2 separate regions of the Mus musculus genome follow, and region 2 is linked to region 1. Evidence: chromatin contacts called from public HiChIP or PLAC-seq data. All regions are on one chromosome and are shown on one strand. Each heading gives the region's core, a stretch centred on a gene start, on an enhancer-like site or on the middle of the called end of the contact. The rest is flanking DNA. Distances are from core to core; before and after follow the strand shown.

Region 1 (5,672 bases), core at 1,546-4,045:
GCCTATTCTAGGGAGACATGTCATCTTTCATGAAGGTTCAGTGTCCTAGTTCCCTTCCCCCAGGCAAAACGACACGGGAGCAGGTCAGGGTTGCTCTGGGTAAAAGCCTGTGAGCCTAAGAGCTAATCCTGTACATGGCTCCTTTACCTACACACTGGGGATTTGACCTCTATCTCCACTCTCATTAATATGGGTGGCCTATTTGCTCTTATTAAAAGGATAGGGGGAGATGTTGGGAGCCGCGCCCACATTCGCCGTTACAAGATGGCGCTGACAGCTGTGTTCTAAGTGGTAAACAAATAATCTGCGCATGTGCCAAGGGTATCTTATGACTACTTGTGCTCTGCCTTCCCCGTGACGTCAACTCGGCCGATGGGCTGCAGCCAATCAGGGAGTGACACGTCCGAGGCGAAGGAGAATGCTCCTTAAGAGGGACGGGGTTTCGTTTTCTCTCTCTCTTGCTTCTTGCTCTCTTGCTTCTTACACGCTTGCTCCTGAAGATGTAAGAAATAAAGCTTTGCCGCAGAAGATTCTGGTCTGTGGTGTTCTTCCTGGCCGGTCGTGAGAACGCGTCTAATAACACTTAGATATTTTCAGTTGCACGTGGCCTCTTTCCTCTTGAGGCTGAAGCGTTGTATCTACACTCTTCTCAGCTTCTCACTCTCTGCTTTATGTAGCCTCACTTGCACACTTGTCTTATTCCTAGTTAGCGCATTCGTGATCTTGCCCCCTTTAGTCACTTAACAAACACTGAACACGTGCCATATTCCAGGCACCATGCAAGCTTAAGGCTATAAAATGTGAACAAGGCAGGCAAGGGCTCCCAAAGGCCATGCATAACACAATTTTGTAACCCAGTAAACGTTCACTTAATGCTAACACGTACAAAGCATTAAAAACATGTTGAAAAAGACACACAAATACAAAGGAAACAGATAAGAAACAAGACAAAATCTCCCAGTGCAGACAGCTACAGCTGACCTGCTTTTAAGAAGTAAAACCTTGGGTTGGAGTTATGATTCAGTGGTTTAGAGAACTTGCTGCTCTTTTCGAGGACCAGAGTTTGATTCCTAGCACCATCAGACAGTTTACAACTCCCTGTAGTTCCAGGAGACCCAATGCCATCTTCTGGCATGCACTTTCATGCAATTCTCTCACACAGAGAGACCAATACGTGATAGAATAACAATAATAATAATAATAATAATAATAAACCTTAAGTTTTCTTTTTAAAATGATACAAGCCACTGTCCTGTGGAATTCCAGGAATTTGGCTGTGGTACCATTGGCCAACATTGACGTCACCCATCCAGTTCTCAAATGGGTGTATATAGTGAGTTTAGTAGTGTGTGTGTGTGTGTGTGTGTGTGTGTGTGTGTGTTTGAGGGATAGAGACACATTCTGTTAGATGTGGGAAGAGGAATTTGGACAGAACCTTCTGTCCCTAGATTTTTCTCATTCCAATCTCTCTAGGTCTAAGACAAAGAGATAGTAACCCCCCAATACTGGAATCTTTGTTGGTGAGGAAAGTCTTCCTAGGTCTCCAGACAGTAATCTCTGTGGGTATTTAAGCTGTAAGTAACAATATCCACGAGGTGGCGCTAAAGTACAATCGGGACCAAAATGCATTCGCATCTCGTGGACAGATGAAGAACTACAGCCAGCAATGGCAAGCTGGGTTGCCTCATTAGCCTTTCAGTAACTGTCACTCAGCTTTTTGCTGCCTTGTGACAGATGCCACTATGCATGCCGCTCCAGTTACTTCCAAAATTTTATAACTGCGTCTTGGATTTTTGTTTGTTTGTTTGTTTTGTTTTGTTTTTCGAGACAGGGTTTTTATGTGTCGCCCTGGCTGTCCTGGAACTCATTCTGTAGACCAGGCTGGCATCGAACTCAGAAATCCGCCTACCTCTGCCTCCCAAGTGCTGGGATAAAAGGCGTGCGCCACCATTGCCCGGCTGGATTTTTTTCCCAGAAAAATATTATACTTACACCTGGACACAAGCATCTGCTCACACATTTTCTCTCTTCTGATTTTGCACAAGCACATTTTAACTAAAAGTGATCGTGCTTGTCCCTTCTTAAGGGACTGTGGCTTCTCATTAGCCTGTCTTGGAGATATTACCTTGCTGACTGGTATGACGACTCCTTCTCCGTTGTTCCATAATCCTACAGTTTACTTTCTTGCTAGTATTAGAAATAGTGCGGTGAATGTTTCTTTCTTTCTTTTCTTTCTTCTTCTTTTTTTTTTTTTTTTTTTTTTGGTTTTTCGAGACAGGGTTTCTCTGTATAGCCAGGAGATGTCCTGGAACTCACTTTGTAGACCAGGCTGGCCTCGAACTCAGAAATCCACCTGCCTCTGCCTCCCGAGTGCTGGGATTAAAGGCGTGCGCCACCTCGCCCGGCTGGTGAATGTTTCAATAAGTGGTGAGACTTTCTGCAGGGTAAACTACAAAGAAGGTTGGTTGGAATTGCAGGGCTAGGGAGTTTTTTTTTTTTTTTTACACCTTGATGGATACTGCCAAATTGCCCTGGGGGCCTAACTATGCTTTGCAGAGTTGTAGATTGTCTCTTTATGGCTAAGCTAGCCTGGAACTAGTGAGTGATCCTTCTGCTGTGCTGAGATTATGGATATAAGCCACCACGCCTGACCCAAATGCTTGCCTTTTCCACAGTTTTATCCCAGAGCTTGGTGCGCCTGGCTGTCACTCTGCCTTTGCCCCGAACGGGAATGCTCACGTGCGCTGACTCCTCCTGTCCAGCAGGGGGCGCGGCGCTACCGCTTCGCATGCGCAGTGCGCGCCGTGTCAGCCGTGGGGAACTGGAGGCCGGCGCAGGCTTCCCCGCTGGCTCCAGGGTACCTGGTGCTGGCGGCGGGCTCCCGTCACCGCGCGATCCGACACAGCCGTGGCTCGCGGCCCGCGGCAAGAGCCGGTGACGGAGCGCGGGGCCGAGCGGGAAGCGGCCGGTTCCGAGGTGAGCGCGGCGCGCGGGCGGCCGGGTGGGCCTCGGGGCTGGGCCTCTGGGAGCCCCGGGGCTGCAGGAGCGCCGCAGCGCTGCACCGCGGCCCCTGCTGTACCTGTGCCCCGGTCCCCAGGCCTGACCTCCTGTCCAGAACCTCTGCTTCCTGTTGTAATCGGGCGTTGTGGGACCCGAGTCCTCCCAGGAAGGCCTTACACCTTGGCTGTCCAGGACCGGTGTCGTCCAGTGCATGTTCTGGGTGGGACGCGGTGGAGAGGGTGGCTCAGGAAGGAACCACTGGCTCCGAGCGTTGGGAGATGCGCTCCGGATGCTGGGAACAGTGTCCAGTTTTGAGAGTCAAATAATGGTTTGGTGTCACTTATCAGGTGCCAATCTGGAAGCGCCCTATCACTTAGGGAGTGTGGATGTTGTCTTGAGTCTAGGGCAGGTCCATTTCAATTTTTAAAAGTCAGCCATTAGTTCTAAGTAGTGTAATTGAACTTTGTGTGTACTCTGGAACTCAAGGCGATTCACGGGAATAATAAACACGGTTGAGTTTTTATTACAGTCACTTTCCCTGACTTAAACCTCCTAGTTGCTCTATAGAGCCTGTGTAGTCATCTGAGGATCCAGGCTGCTGGGCGCTGAAGCCCAGCCTTGGAGTTCTGTTGTGGAACCCTGGAAGTTCTTAGCCTTGCTCTTGACCTTTCTCCACCACAGGGAGGTTCAGAAGTTTGTCACACAGTGCTGTCAGGAGGATGAAGTAGCACATACTAAATGCACATGTGTAGGGTAAGTGTTCACTTGGGTACTTAACGTATTCACCGTGATGTAACTGCCACGGTCAGTCAAACAGTGTCTTTATATTGGAAACCCTTTTTGGAGGTAATGAGCCACACTGGAACTCTAATTCTAATCCTGTCATGGCTGTGCACCGTAAGTTTGTGTCTGTTTGCCTTCTTTGCTTTCAGAAGCATTCCTGTGTAGCGGTGGCAGGCTGTTCAGCGGGCAGGACAGCTCTAAAAAGGCTAAGACAACAGGAAATTGTGACTTGGAATGCTGGGCTGAGTGGATTGGCTATAGCCCGGAGCTTGGAAGAAAGGTGTTTCAGGCCAGTGTTAGGAAGGAGCAATTCCAGGAACGGGGCGAGTGGCTCACCCTGCCTGTAGATGGGTGTTAGAGTCATTTCCAGTGACTCAGTTCTCTGAATCTGGATGAATCGTTCCAGAATTTCTTTTTTTTTAATTGAGGGGGAGGGTGTTTGATAGGTTTGAAGGATGATCATTTGAAGGGTCAGAGATGAAATTCTTGTTTTGATCCAGGCCATGGTATGAAACTGGGCAGTCAGGAGAACTAGGATTCAGTCTGCAGGATTCAGCACAGGTTTATCAGGGGTGGGGTGCTTCGAGGACATAGCTCAGCTACGATAAAGGTAACCGCTGAACCACCTTTCCAGCCCCTTTCCAATGATAATGATAATGATAATAATAGAAAGAGAAGCAAGTGTTCTTAACTGCTGAACCATCTCCCTAGCCCCTCTCCAATAATCATAATCATAACAACAACAGTAATAACAATAGAGCAGCATTTGCTCTTAGCTGCTGAGCCATCTCTTCAGCCCCTCTCCAACAACACCAACAACTATATTCCTGGGTTTAGCCATGCCCAGCCAGTACTCTGACACTGAACTGTCGTCCTGTTGCCACTCACCCCCGGTCTGTTTTATTATGAGTGTGTGTTCTGGCCCAAGTGCTTGCCACCACCCTCTCAGCTTTATTCCCCAGGATATGATGGAGACATTTGGTGCAGACCTTGGGTACGGACGGAGCTGGTCTGTAAAGGCTTCCTTAAGCCAGGAGGAGCGCACATGCCTGGGGTGGCTTTGGGCTGCTGTGCCTCAGCTCCCTAGCAGTCAGGAGGAGTGCACATGCCTGGGGTGGCTTTGGGCTGCTGTGCCTCAGCTCCCTAGCAGTCAGGAGGAGTGCACATGCCTGGGGTGGCTTTGGGCTGCTGTGCCTCAGCTCCCTAGCAGTCAGGAGGAGTGCACATGCCTGGGGTGGCTTTGGGCTGCTGTGCCTCAGCTCTCAGCAGTCAGGGTGGTTCTGATGTGCACTCTGATGACTCTCCAGGGGCTCTTAGCATAACCAAGTGGTTTCCCAGTTCCATCCACACCGTTCCGCTTTCCGGTTCCTCTCTCTGTTTTCCGGAGCCCCCTCCTGCCAAACACTTAATGCTCGTGTTCTCTTTCTTAGTCTGGCAGAGCACAGACCCTGCTTGTGCATCTAGCAGTGGCCTGCAAGCATCCTGAAAGCATGTCCTGGACTGACTTGCTCACCCTCAGATGGCAGCAAGGACCCCATCGGCAGTGTAAGGCAAGGCGTCTGTAACCCCTGCACTCTAGGGTGACAAATGTAGCTCTCCTACCATAGCCATTTGGGGAGAGACCCAGGTAGGAGGGAGGTAGCCCAGCATGGTGGCTGTAGCTCTTGAGCAGGTGTGGCCTGTGGTGATGGAAGGGTAGTGGCTGCCTCCTGGTGTCTCCCTTAGAAGCCTTCATATCAGAGAATGCTAGTTTGGGACAGCCAGATGCCAGCTCACAGCACACCGTGAAGCATGCGAGGTTCCACGGCATCATGCCCTGCAGCTGGGGACAGATGTGACCTGCAGCTGGGGGCAGATGTGACCTGCAGCTGGGGGCAGATGTGACCTGC
Region 2 (5,430 bases), core at 2,828-5,327, 47 kb before region 1:
GCAGGGAGCACTCAAAGGAGGGAGGAGGGGCAGGGAGCACTCAGAGGAGGGAGGAGGGGCAGGGAGCACTCAAAGGAGAGAGGAGGGGCAGGGAGCACTCAGAGGAGGGAGGAGGGGCAGGGAGCACTCAGAGGCTCCCCTGTGGACCCACTGAGTGTGCCTTAGAATATGATTCTCAGCCTTCTGGGATGTCTGTGGGAAGCATGGCTTCTCTAACACCATGAAGATAAAGGTTAGGGTGGGGTGAGAGGCCACTGAGACCCATCCCCTATTTCTCTAGCAGAGGTCCTACCAGGGCTTGGGGCATTAAACGTGGATGAGGCGTGGCATTGGTTAGCAGGGCCCTGGCTGAGACTGCTACACTGGGCTCACAGAAACCAGGGTGATAACCTCACAGCAAAGACAATCTCTAAGTGGCTCCAAGCACAGGTATAACTCGCATGGCCATTGGCTGCCTGCCCCTGGCTCAACTGCAGCGAGCAACCCATGACAGACAGGTCCAGAAAAATCTGGGCTTTGTTTTTTTTTTTTTTTTTCCCTCCCCACATTTAGAATAGAAACCAAAGTCCTAGCTTTGTTTGCTAATTCGGAAATCCATTTTTCATAAATAGCAGCCCTGGAGCCATTGCTACCCCCAGGGCCTTTTCATTTGCTGCTGTTCTGCCTGTAAGACTACTCCACAGAGCTGCATACTCCCTAGGTTCCCGCAGGCTTTTGTCTAGCTCCCTAGGTAATAGCATCCTCTCACGCCTTCAGTCCATTCCAGAGTGCATGTGGCCCACGGGCTGCTTGTGACTGAGACACATACTGTGCGTATGTGCTTATGACTGAGCAAGGCTAATTTGCTCCTGCTGCTCTCTAACGGGGCCAGATGTTGTTGTTTGCAAATCGGGTTCAGAATTCTCTGGAAAGCAAGAACAGCTTTTTTGGGGGGGTGGGGGGCTGTCTGACTTCCCATGCAAACACTAGACAAGTAAACAGAAACAGTGACTTGGTAACTACTGTGTGCTTGGTACCTACTGGGTGCATGGTCCCCATCGGATAAGGGAAGGGACATGCAACATGACTGACCTGGTGGAGTCTGAGTGCTCTGAGAACCAACCATGGGGGAAGAGCTGAGGCCTGAGGGCACAGGGAGGCTGCAGGCAGCATGGACTTTCTGGAGGGAAGGGACCACTCTGAAGGACAGGCCCTGTAGGGTGAGTGGTTTGAAGAAGCTGGAGCCAAGGCCTTTCTAGCCTGTGTCCTCTTCAGCCTCTCACTCTGGGTCATGTCAAATCGCCCAAAGACAAGCACACTACAGGAGGATTCTTCAGGGCCGGTCTCTGTGGCCCGGGAAGACGCCATGTTGGGCCTGGCTTCAGACTAGATTTCACTCAACTAATGCAAGTAGCTTGAACTTGGATGAGGTTGAAGAACCCTGCTGGGTTCAGTGTGTTCTCCTGTAAATTAGACCCTTTGTTTATCAAATTGTCAGGAAGTGTCTTATGTGAGACTCTAGCCCTGTGACACAAAACATAGCAGTGGTACAGACTCCAGGTAGCACCTGCAGCTGGGGTAAGCCTGGTGCTTTCAGGGAGGACCCCTGTTTCTCTCTGAGCCTTTGATCATCACGACCAACCTTTACCTTTCTTTGAGGTGTGTCAGGGGTTCTTGGCAGGCTTTGTCCCCCATGCCTCTATCTCCAGGCTTAGCAGGTTGCTCTCTGGAGGATGCTGGGAGCAGGAGCAGTTGGGAGGAGGAGTCTCCCCTCATCAGCTACTGTTGCCTACTTCTGCTGTCCCCACCTTCAAACCCAGGGCCTTCTAAAGCTGGCCAAGTCAGATGCTGCTCATGGACTCTTGTCTGGTTTTGAAGCAGAACTTTGAGAAAAGGTGTGAGGAAGGACAGGAAGAGGTGGCTGGTGAGTCTGGGATGTGTTTATGTAGGAGACTCTGGCTGAGATTACTCACTCTGTCCAGTCCTCAAAATGCAGACTCTGAACCATCAGGGGATACAGGAAGTCAACAGTTGTGGAGACCTACGAGGGCCTGGCAATGGACCTCAGGCACCTCTAAATTCCAGCCCTTCTGCGGTCACCTACTATACCTCAGGGGCTGAAGGGTGATAGCCATGACTGCACCTGGCCTTTTCTTTATTCGGACTGCAGCCTTTGTGGACCTACACTGACTACCACAAGTTCCATGAATAGCAAAAAAATAAGGACTTAGCGCCCCCTGTTGGCAAATCTGGGTTATGTCTGAATGGCTGGAAGTGATGCCCCAAAGAGGAGGCTCCAAGCCAGCCCAATGTGATAGGTTATAAACAAGGGCTTTTTCTCTAGTAAACTCTTCCTTCTGCTGCCAACATTCACCAAGGGCATACAATTGCTTAATTTTAAAGTTATCATCTTCACTCATTAGTCAATATAATATGGGCTAGAGAGCTGGCTCAGTGGTTAAGAGCACTGGCTGCTCTCCCAGAGGTCCTGAGTTCATTTCCCAGCACCCACATGGTGGTTCATGACCTATAAAGGGATCTGACGCCCTCTTCTGGCATGCAGGTGTACATGCAGCAGAGCACTCATACATAAAATGAATAAAATAAACACAAAATTTAAAAATCAATATACTATACTATACTATAAATAAATGTTAATCAAACATAACCAAGATCCCTCTCTATGTGCCTTGGAACCAGAGAGCAGAGAAGCCTAAAGCCCAGACCTCAGATAAGTGCCTTCGGGCATCCACTCACCCACCCACCCACCCACTCATCCACTGACAAGGTATTAACATCCATTAATGTTATGAATCTCGAGGCAAACAACTTTGGAAAGACAGAAGATTTATTTCCATGCATAGTTTTGAAGGCTTCAGTTCACAGTTGCTTAGCTCTGTTAATATTAGACCAGGTAGCATATCATACTGGGGAGCCGCTGGTGGAGAGGAGAGGAGAGAGAGAGAGACAGAGAGAGAGCCAACAGCACTGCTTTAAGGCCTTAGGAGGAAACTTTCAGTCCAAATCCCAGCAATTATTGAGCTCCTGGTCTTCCTCAGACAGACAGCAATAAATAAGACAGTTGAAGCATCTCTCCTCATGGGGTTTAGATTCTAGATAGGGGAGCTGGAAAGAAACAACACAGAGAAATGAGTCAGGTGTGTTTACCATTTAGAAGAAAATAATGCCATTAAAAAAAAAAAAAACAGAAGGGCGAATGAGGAGGGAAAGTGGCCGTGGGGCAAAAGGAGGGGTGGACGTTAGCAGTCCAGAGTCCTGGGGTCCCTAGACCAGCACCCAACTGTAGCCCAGGGTCTCACTACATAAACCAGGCTGTACCTGAACTCAAGGAGGCCCTCCTGTCTCTGCTTCCCACGTGCTGGGATTAAATGCACGTGCCACCACACCTGGATCATCTTTCCCTCAAAGTTTGAGAGCAGGGCATGGGTATTCTGGAAGGATAGGCTACTTTGGGTCCACATCTGTCCCTAGACAGTCACGGGAGGCTCAGTCACAGCTGAGACATTTCATACAACCCTTCCTGCCCCGTCATGTCAGCACACATCCATCCTCCAGTTAGTCTCCACACCACCTGGGATGTAGTTTTCCTGGCCTCTGTCTTTCCCAAGGAGAAAGGAAGGCTTGCCAAAGCCACACAGGCAAGGGACCCTATGTCCTGGGCCCTAGGGGATGGTGCCTGGGGTTCCTGGTGCTCCCTCCAAGACCTCTTAATGCAGTGGCCCCTCCTGTGCTGACTAAACCCCACTTCAGCCTACTCTCAAATATGGCCTCCTCAGAAACGGGGAGGTACCATAGGCTTCTTTGTGCTTTGAACAGGCTCCTCCCCCTCTGGTTACTTTCCATAGTCAGTGAGCACCCGATTCATCCCGTGTCTTGCCTGTACACACAGGCCCTGGCTCTAGCCTCCTTCGAAGAGCAGGGGCCCTCCCAGCCTGTGAACACTTCAGCTGAAGCCAATACTCTTCAGATTTGCTCCAACCGGATACTCCGAGCCAGTTCTCTGTAATTATGCCAAGGCCATCTAGATAATGGGGAGCTGCTGGGTAGTTGGCTCCAGGAGGGGAAAAGATGGGTCTCATTACCCTGCAAGCCACCTTGTGCTTAAAAGAGAGGGGAGGGGGCGGAGGAGCAAGCTTCTGCTCCCTGAATGACAAAGACACTCCTGGATTTAGACTTCGGACTGCACAGAGATGAGTGAGAACAGAAATGAAGGTGAGCTCGGTGGGGTGACTACGCAAGCCATGAGAATGGAGGGAGGCAGGGACTTTGGGCCACACACAGTGCCCTGGAGCTTAAAAGAAAGTGGAGTTTTATTGTCAAACGGCTTAGACCTAACATTGTAATACAACATTATCCATAAAGCCGGTGCTTGAGAACTGGGTAGTGGAGCTACAGAAGCAAAGCAACAGCAACCTCGGTGTTTTCCGTTTTGACTCTGTGTTGGGTTATGTTCATGGCCGCACTGGGGCACACGAGGCACGGCCACTAGGGGCCGATGTGCCTGGAACCTTCCCTGATAAACACATCCTACTTCTGTGTCTGGTAGACTCAGTTCATTCCTTTGAGCCTCTATTTCTCATCCACAAAGCGAGGCTTGTGGAACTAACTGGAAAGACGGACCAGGTGAAGCCTAGGGGAACCCTACCCTAGCACTGAGCCGATCCCTGCCTGGCTCCTTCCCACCTCCTCTGCTCAAGACCTACCTTGAGCCCGAACTCATGGCAGAGGAACATCGTGCCAGCAGCAGCTTGTCTGACCCTGATGCTGATTTTAACCAACCTGGAGGATCTGGAAGGTAGGTGAGGGCAGACTTAAGGACCCTGAAACCAAGGCAGAGCCAAGGGGTTTGAAGGAGAGGACTGATGAACCCCAGTTCTAATGCTTAGGGCTTGGCTTTAGGGGCAACATTTCTTTGTGCTGCAGCATCATTTACATTTCCTATATAAGAAGTCTTGTCAGAGTCCCCAACTTCTAAGTTCCCTGATGACCTTAGCCCATTTTCACTTCCTTCTTAAAAATACATCTTCCAGGAGAATGCAATTCTTTGTGTGTGGACACTGCGTGTATAGAGAGGGGAGAGGTCACTGTTGAGTGTCTTCATCACGTTCCACCTTGTGCTTGAGATAGAATCTCTTACAGATGCTCTCTGTTTGGGCTAGACTGGCTGGCCACCGAACCTCCTGGATGTTGCAGAGCATGTTTAGTACTTTGAAGTGCTGATACTATACATGTGTAGAAGAAGCAACAAGGTTTTAGACATGTGTGGGTGGGGTTGTTGTTGCTTGGAAAAAAGCTGAGAATCACAGCATATGGTGGAAGGGTCATAAGCCTAGTTTTCTGGGTGGAGGTTGTCTTAAAGAATGAGAGGCAGTGGTAGCCTCAGGCAGCCCCACCACCTGGAGTTTGCTGTCTTGGTTTGTTTCGCTGGCT

What was found. HiChIP or PLAC-seq counts read pairs in DNA pulled down with a chosen protein or histone mark.
Region 2: a contact with region 1 is called in an H3K27ac HiChIP or PLAC-seq map of embryonic stem cells, with 5 read pairs. The contact joins the promoter of Accsl here to the promoter of Ext2 in region 1. A contact is called at or near these places in 2 of 39 promoter capture datasets (the 3T3-L1 cell line and pre-B cells), 1 of 15 datasets of contacts at CTCF or cohesin (CD8 T cells), 4 of 484 Hi-C or Micro-C datasets (CD4 T cells, the N1E-115 cell line and embryonic stem cells), 3 of 115 datasets of contacts at active chromatin or transcription factors (CD8 T cells and embryonic stem cells) and 4 of 9 other capture datasets (adipose tissue, liver, macrophages and 1 more).

What each region holds. Positions count from the first base shown.
Region 1 is chr2:93,819,691-93,825,362 of GRCm38.p6, reverse strand. It overlaps Ext2 (exostosin glycosyltransferase 2), which reads left to right and starts at 2,795. Exons shown (of 14, transcript NM_010163.3): 1 at 2,795-2,976.
Region 2 is chr2:93,867,804-93,873,233 of GRCm38.p6, reverse strand. Accsl (1-aminocyclopropane-1-carboxylate synthase (non-functional)-like) reads left to right here and starts at 4,077. Exons shown (of 15, transcript NM_001033452.4): 1 at 4,077-4,212. The coding sequence starts at 4,191.